Regions from separate parts of the Sus scrofa genome. Here region 1 is linked to region 2. A link is a contact called in public Hi-C data. All regions are on one chromosome and are shown on one strand. Each heading gives the region's core, a stretch centred on a gene start, on an enhancer-like site or on the middle of the called end of the contact. The rest is flanking DNA. Distances are from core to core; before and after follow the strand shown.

What was found. Hi-C and Micro-C count contacts between places; a contact is called where the count stands out from the background.
Region 1: a contact with region 2 is called in a Hi-C map of heart right ventricle, with 7 times the contacts expected there. The contact joins two enhancer-like sites. A contact is called at or near these places in 3 of 47 Hi-C or Micro-C datasets (heart right ventricle, psoas muscle and subcutaneous adipose tissue) and 1 of 2 datasets of contacts at active chromatin or transcription factors (skeletal muscle).

Annotation. Positions count from the first base shown.
Region 1 is chr13:192,025,111-192,029,340 of Sscrofa11.1, forward strand. All of the region lies in intron 4 of LOC106505844 (a long non-coding RNA gene), which reads right to left. Among named protein-coding and RNA genes, the nearest start is that of N6AMT1, 220 kb to the right of the region's middle. Within about 2 kb of position 2,596, at least 8 of the 83 cell types and tissues checked have an H3K27ac peak or open chromatin away from gene starts, as enhancers often do.
Region 2 is chr13:191,926,055-191,930,302 of Sscrofa11.1, forward strand. No RefSeq gene overlaps it. Among named protein-coding and RNA genes, the nearest start is that of N6AMT1, 320 kb to the right of the region's middle. Within about 2 kb of position 2,702, at least 6 of the 83 cell types and tissues checked have an H3K27ac peak or open chromatin away from gene starts, as enhancers often do.

The DNA of each region.
Region 1 (4,230 bases), core at 1,346-3,845, 99 kb after region 2:
TACACAAACCTTATCACGCTTTCCTCAGTCATAATTTATCAGTTTATATTATCTACACTGTGTCAATAGTAGGTTTAGGAACAAAGAGAAGAGGCTCTGCAAAGCAAGTCAATGGTATGTCAAAAAAAAATTGGAATCCTTGAGAAACAGCTACAGTCTGAAAGCAGCCAGCTTGCTGTGATCACTAGTCAGGATGCTGTACTGAAGTAAAAGAGAAAGTGTTTTAAACCAAAGAGTGAGATGAATAAAAACCTACTAACAGAATCTCTGCAGTATTTTTAAGAGCTCTACACACAGGTGATCAGGACAATTATCTGAACTTGGGAACTATCACCCTAAATCAGGGTTTTTCAGACTTGAATGTACTTTCCAAACCCCTTGAGAATCTTGCTGAAATGCAGATTCTGGTTCTGGAGCCCAAGAATCAGAATTTCTAACAAGCTCCTAGCTTGATTGAAAAATGAGTAGGGTTTCTAAATGAGATTTTTATTATGTCACATGAAGTTCTTGATGAATAACGAGAGAGAGAGATTCTGTGTGGCAGAAAAATTGTAGTTGAAAGAAGATATTCTTACATTCTAATCTAATTTTTTTAATCTCGTTAAAAAAAATACTGAATGACTAAACAGGAGAGCTTAGGAACCAACTCAGTAACAGTGTAAGAGATTTTGCTTTATTTCCCAACTCTCGCGGGATCTAAAATTTCTGTGTAAGAAAAAGTTTTAGCAAGCAGTAGCAAAATGCATTTTGTTGATGTCAACATTAGAAAGGCTCTTTTTCTGTCCCCACAGTAAAGTAGAAATGGAACTCTTTGCTCTTGAAAATTTTGGCTTACAGGGAAGGGATATTATGTTTATATAAAACTTCAGCAGGATACCTTCTTCTAACTCTCTTCCAATACTTGCTGTACAGCTTGTGTTTAGCCAGTGACAGTAGCTAACACAAAGCCAAAATCAGTGATTTCTTGGCAGTACATACCTCCTTGATGCATCATCATAGGAAAGACAGCAGTGGAGCTGAACAGTGGGATGAGGGAAAAAAGTAGAAGCAGGTGTGCCCATTCAATAGTTGGTTTATTTCCATTGTCATTACCTTACAAAAGACATTTTTTTAGTCAGGGTCCCATTCCATGATTGACACCTGATTGGACATATTTTTGGAAATCCACAGTGTTACTCTAACACCAGAAACCAAACTCTAATCAGGATATGCTCACTCAATTGGACAGCATTGTGGGGGCAGGTACCTCTCTAGGTGGACCGTTTGTGTCACGTAACCTGAAGAGAAGCAAGTGTGAACCTGTGTGCAAAGAGAGAGAGGCTGGTCTCTAGAGGTTAGGAATGCAGCCCTTCATTGTCAACAAGCCTCCTAGTAGCTGTGGACATGACCTCGCAGAGCAGGTGAGCAGAGCTGGATTCTGATTACAGGTCGCTCAATGCCTCATCTTAAAAGGACATCATTTACTATTGAAAATCCATATCCAAGACTTTAAGCTCCTATTAGGTGGAAAGTTACTTTAAAAGCACACAGAGCAACTCTCCTTAAAATCATGGCAAGTTTTTTAGGGAGAAGAGATATAACAAGAAGACTTCTAAATGGGCTATTATGTGTTAAGCATGATGTGACAGTCACACCCACATTCTTAGGAGGAGAACTTTGAGGGGTTTATATATATATATATATATATATATATAGAGAGAGAGAGAGAGAGAGAGAGAAATGATGATGCTGCTTGCAATGGATTCTGCTCTTCACCAGTGGTCCAGATTTTAAATCCTACTTCACTATAATATGTAATAAAGTTTTCTTTGTGATCCCAAAACTGTGTCATGATGGGAGCAGAGTTCTAACATTTTAGAGGCCAGAGAGCCCCTTGAGAATATGATGGCATCTGTGGGTTATTTTCCCAAGACACAAAAACAACCTTCTGCATGCAACTTCCAGGGGTTTATAAGATGCCCTCAAGGTTTGTTTGTTTGTTTCCCTGTACCTGGCTACCAAGTTACTAATTCCCATTCTAACAGAACAAGAATATTCTCCAAGCCTTTCCCAAGAAAGCTACAGATAAATCTAAACACTGAGAGCTCTAGTAAGAAGTCCAGAAACTTCTATCTTAATCAGAAAATGGTCTGCTCTCAGCCCCCCACTCCAGGAAGACGCTGGGGAAGTAACAAGAATCATCTCCTGTGAGATCCTGATAGCCACGGGCTTCCTGTGCTGGGGCCAATGGAATGGGCTTCAATTATATAAGTCAGCCCGTTTGGTGCCAAACACAATCCCCATTTAATTGTTCAGTGTTTCCATGTTCGGGAACTCCTTCTCAATGACTGCCTGTGGCGTCACTGCCACGCTGAATCATGCAAATGAGGATGTCATATCCTCTGATTCAGAATGCTTTCTTTCATTGAAAGGTATTTTAAGACCTGCAAGCAGAGTGAGGGTCTCTGCTTAGACGTAATCTCCTAAAGGCATCATTTTTTCTTTTGTCACAGAGAAGAACCTGATGCAGAGAGAGACAGGGACATGTGCACGGAGTGCAGGGGATCTTGTGGATCAGAGCTTGAAAGCACAGGCACTTGCCAGCAGGGGAGTGCACCTCTGCCGGGAGGCTGCGCTGGGATCCAAGGTCCTTGCCAAATTTGGTGCAGCAGCTAACAGTACATTTCCATGTATGTCCTTTTCTCCCTATTTTCCCCAGGGAAAGGGCGAGTCAGGATATGCACGCAGAGTATGCAGGACTGAAATAGCCTTAAGTAGTTCAGTTGCTATTCAGTGAAGTTACTTGGTTTTGTCCATTTAGAGCATCAGTATCTACTTTTCACTGGCCAGGCAGTGTCCCACTGGTACTCCTGCACTGGGTACTGAAAATCTAGGCAGGAGGCATAGTGACTATGAAAAAAACTCATTAAAAATAAGATTTGAGTCCCAGTGGGCTCGTTGTGTGACTAGCTGGCTATGTGAACTTAGACAATAATAATGAACCAAATTTTCCCAGATACCAAATAGGATAATAATGGTGTCTATCTCAAAATTATCAAGGGGATTAACTTCGTGCATGTAAACTTCCTAGATCAGTGTGTGGCATATATTAAGTACTGTATGGTGGTCAGCTGTCATTGTTACATGTTATCTCTGAGGCATTTCTTTAACTCAGAATGAAAGGCAGAATTAACGTGTATTGATTTGAGTTTGCAAAACAAAAGATGATCCAGCATAGACTCTGGAGTCTGGAAAATACTTTAGCACTTCCAAGCCAGCTGAGTTCAAAAACCATACTTTAGCTGAGTGATCATGAGTTCGGTATACTCCACTATTAAATAATAGTAAGAGGTTCTTCCTCCTCAGATTTTAATGGCACTTCAATCAAACAAAGCAGGTAAAGCACTCTGCCCACAAGGAGCAAGTGTGCAATTAATGTTGATATCATCATTACTAAAAAGTCATAGAAGCCTAAGTGCACATAAACTTTAGAATATAGGCAATAGACCCCCATACATTTTTAAATGATTGATATTGCACTTACTCTGTGTCCGGCATGGCATGGTTCTTCACACCTATTTAAATAAATAAAAATTTATTTCACCCACCTAACAACTCCAGGAGGCAGTTACTATTATCTCACCCTATTTTAAATATGAGGAAACGAGACCAGACCATTACCAAGATGCGGATTCCAAATTCAATCCCAGGTCCCCAAGACAAGGCTCTTCCGGAGCTGTCCAGGAGAACTTTTCACAATAGTGGCACTGGTCTGTCTGTGCTGTCCAGTACTGATTCTGGTACTGATAGCCCTGAACATATGTGGTAACTGCAGCCTTGATATGGTGAATGTGCCCAAGGAACAGAATGTTTTGCTTTATGTCATTTTAATTAGGTTAATGTTAACTAGCCTCATTTTATGGTGGTTTCCACATTGGACAGCACAGCCTAGATCACCATGTTGTGTTACTTTACCAAAGGGCTTGTTCCACTAAAGAAACTAGTGGAGACCCTTATCCGCACTGCTTTTTTCTACACTTGTCTACACTGGTTGCAGTTCCTTCATTCAGAAACTTTCTTAAATATTTTCTTTTTTTAAAAAATGGACTTTAGGGGAGTTCCTCTTGTGGCTCAGCAGAAATGAATCTGAGTAGCGTCCATGAGGACACAGGTTCAATCGCTGGCCTCACTCAGTAGGTCAAGGATCTGGTGTTGCCATGAGCTGTGGTGTAGGTTGCAAACCCAGCTCGG
Region 2 (4,248 bases), core at 1,452-3,951:
GGCACAAAAATACTATTTTTTTTTCTGTTGCCTCCCCACAGCATATGAAAGTTCTGAGCCAAATATATTGAACCCAAGCCAGAGCTGCAACCTACACCAAAACTGCAGCAACACTGGACCCTGAAAGCACTGCCCCAGGGTGAGTATCCAACAGGTGCCTCCAGAGAAACAAGCCAGATCATTACGCCACTCTGCCACAGAAGGAATGCCAAAAAATATTACATTTTGTATTTATATTTATGTTTTTATAGACATCATGATTATTGCTATTTTATTTTATTAGTAACAAAATATTTTAAAGGAAAAAATACATTACTCCTTCAACTGCACTTTACAAATTTTCTTTTTGAACAAGAGGTCCTGCATTTTCACTGGCAGTTTTGTCCTGCAAATTAGGTCACTGTCCCTGTCTGAGAGGAAAAGGACTTTAAGGCCATTTTACAATTGAGAGAATGGAAATTCATGAGGGTTAAAAGACTTGGTCATGGTCCCAGAGCTAGCTAAGGAGAGCCACTTCCTGGACTTAAAATTTGAGAAGATAGAGCCTTGAACCCATCAAGAACCCACCTAGAACCCATCTGATTATGAGAAAAGAAGATTCAGGAGGCTTGCCTGGTTAATAATGACACCAGGAAACAGAGGAGCAGCCAAGCGTATACAGCCACCAGGCAGAGCATAAGATACCAAAAAGTAGGCATGTGCTGACTGCCTGGCAACCAGCCAAGTGAGTCCTCAGATGTAGCAGAAACTATTGCATCTTTTTTCTTTTCAGTGAAAACTCACATTCCTTGGAATTTGGGTACCAGACAAATGCCCTATGTGTTATAAGTAAATGAGGCCCATTTCATATATCAGTAGTTCCAAAATTCTAAGGTACACCCTCATCACCGGGAACATGGTTGAAATGCAGATTCAGATTGGAGAGGTCTGAAATGGAGCCCAGGAATTTGCCTTTTTAATGAGCTCCAGGGATTGCTTCTGCTGGTCCAAAGGTCATGTTCAGAGAGTCAAGTTTAGAGAGACCACTTCACCTTAGAGCAGAGCAGAGGTGATAGTTGTGAGGTACTTACGACAGGGCTATCCCAGTTGTGACTTCATTCCATACAGACTAATCAGGACCCATGCCCACTCTCCCTGGTAATCCAGCGGCTCTCCAGACCTACCCAGGTCCCAGCAATATTGGCAGATGCCACTGGGGGCCCCCAGAGCAGATTCAGAGCTGCCAGAATTCATTCTGATGAGTCAGTGACAGGTTGACCAGTTGTTCAATGTTCTCTCACTCTGGAAAAGGGTTCAAGACTCACTGAATTACAGATCACTTACCTTTACCCAAAATTTTTCCTTCAATCACTGGTCCTTTTTCTGGTCAACATTGATCTTGCTCACCCCACTCATTTTACTAAAGACAAAACTGACAATCACAAGTTTGAGGTTATTCATGCAAAATCAGGCAACTAGAGAGAAGCCAGGGCAGCCAAAACAGGGCCAGAAATCAGTCCTCACTTCCAAATGTCATGCCCATTCGAGTTTTCCTAAATTGGAAGAATATTTAGTCTGACTCTCATATAGTGTTGACAACCTACAAAGTCTATATTGTGAATCAAACTATTTGAACTAATGTTGCTTTAAAGAGATATTACCATTTCTTTTAACAGCAAACTCTCAGCTTCGACATATATTTTTATCAGAGCTGGAGCGATATCATAGGAAAATTCTACTCATTGCAGAGGCAGAATTGCGCTTAAATGACTTGCTTAACATCACAGAGCTATTTAGTGACAAATCCAAGAGCTGGACCCAGATCTCTTAACTCTCAGTGTGGTGCTCATTCCTCGAAACCACAACCTCATTCACTTGTGTTTTTTAAAGGAAGTGTCTGCGTGAATGACCAGTTTAGCACAACGCAAGCTGCCATGTAACCAGTGTAACCATGTAACCTGACTACAAGTTTACTTTTCTCCAGGACAAGGTGTGAACAACCACATCTGAGATGTGAGAGAAGCCCTGCAATGATGTACTAAGCTTGAGGAAACTGCCCTCTACTGGGATGCAGAGGGGTGTCAATTGTACCTAAAGGGACAGTCCTTAAAAAACGGGGACTGAATCATTGAGTTCCCTGAGGTTCAATGAGGAATAAAGCAGGTATGTAGCACTATCAATAGAAGGAAGCAAAATGTCTTCCCATGTGCCTTGACAGAAAATTATTTTCCAGCTGGCATCACATTCACTTTTACAAGGGCATGTTTGATGTAACACTCCCCATCCCCCCGCCCCCCACCAACCCAGCATCTGGCTTTTCCAGCAGATCCCTAGGGCATATCTGTTACCGGGCTGGATGCACTCTTGTGAGAAATCTGGGAGCTACATCCCTGCCTTTCATCCACCCCAAACCACAAAGACACAGTGGTTACCTCTGTGTGTTACCAGATAAGATTACAGAGGAATTAGTGAGGTGTCTGTGATTCAGTTTAAGGCCAACGCAATTGCTACCACCTCATCACTGAAGGGCTTTGCAGAGGAAATAAGCACCATTGGGTCACAAGGGTGATTTTCCTGTCCAGTCCTAAAAAGGAACTGCCCTCAATAAATCATCTTCCTAATGGAAATGACAGGATTATTCTCCCAGGAGAGCAAAACCCGGAGGACTGTGCAAACCACATGTCCCTCTCAAGGTCAATGGGAAGGAAATGCACAGCCATTGCTGCCTGAGAGGATCTAAGGCTTCCTAGGGATTTGTTCCATCTCTCTCCCTCTGAGGTCACTTTTAATGTCTTTTCAAGTCATTGTTTACATATAAAGATAGAACTGCTCTTAGTAAGTACGCTGTATGTTTTGTTTTTTTAAAGTCTGTTTCTGTGGTTAAGCACAAGGGGCGAAAAAATCCATCATATATCTTAAGGAAAAAGGAAAGATATAAAATTCGTGTAAAATACATTTTTATCAACAATGCCAGCCTAATTAAATACAGCGGGGAAAAAAAAGCCAACTGGTAGTAGCGATAGCTTTGAAGATTATATGTGATTATCTTTCCTTCTCTGTGTGTGTGTATGTGTGTTTTAATTTTTACATTTTCTCTGCTTTAAAATTGGCTTCTAAGATACTTGCTATTTAAACCTACTTATTCTATTATCTGTAAACTAAAATAAGGGTTGGGATGCATACTAATATCAAGATCTATTTTTTAAAGTAGAACAGAAAAATATGGATACTATAATGGGATTTTTAAACCAGAACTAATAATTCACTTATTCATCAATTCAATTAGTTTAAGAGCTTTTAGTGAGCTTTGTATATGGCACTTGGCAAAGAAACTTCAGCTCATTCTTTCTGAAATGAATTTGTTAGAACTCAAAGTTTTCTTTTCCAATCAAAACGTTAGGAAATGCCACTCCCAATCTGACTGAGCAGTCACACTTTTGATTTCTGAGAAATTCCTGCCCAGGTCACTAGAGAATGAAAGGCCAGCTTTGAGGAAGTTTCTGGAACAGAAGAATCTCAATGAAATTGGCTGGACTTTTCTGAGTGGTGAAAAAAAATATCCCTTCAATAAAGCAAGGTATATGGGAGTTAAGATCACAATTTTATCAAATTCAACCTAGACATTTAGTCAGATCCTTTGAAACTTTTTCCCATGATTAAAATTCTTATTTGTTGCATTTTTGGCAATGATGACTAAGTGACTTGGGACACTGGCCCAAAAATCGGGGGGGGGGGGTTGTTGTTAAACAAATTAATAAATTAGAGGAAATCATTTTTTTTTTTAACATTCACTGTGACTAGCACACTTTGGGGGGGAAAAAAAATCACAATTTGTTACATATGCCTTTTGCATTTTTAACTCCTATCCCAACAGTTGCCATGATAAATTCCATGGAGCACTTGAACCAAGCAGTTCTCCAAGGATGGCCCAAGGAAACCTCTGGCTCCTCAAGACCCTTTTAGGGAGTCTACAGTTTCCTCCCTCTTCCACCTGAAGATTTGCATAAAGTCATATCATAATAGATTAAATGCAGAAGCAGATAAGATAATTTATCACTATTAAGCTAGACAGTAATAAGGTTTACAAAAAAATATTAAACAATGCCACTTTCAGAGTTCCCGTCGTGGCTCAGTGGTTGGCGAATCCGACTGGCTACCATGAGATTGCAGGTTCAATCCCTGGCCTTGCTCAGTGGGCTGAGGATCCGGCATTGTCATGAGCTGTGGTGTGGGTTGCAGGCTCGGCTTGGATCCCGCATTGCAGTGGCC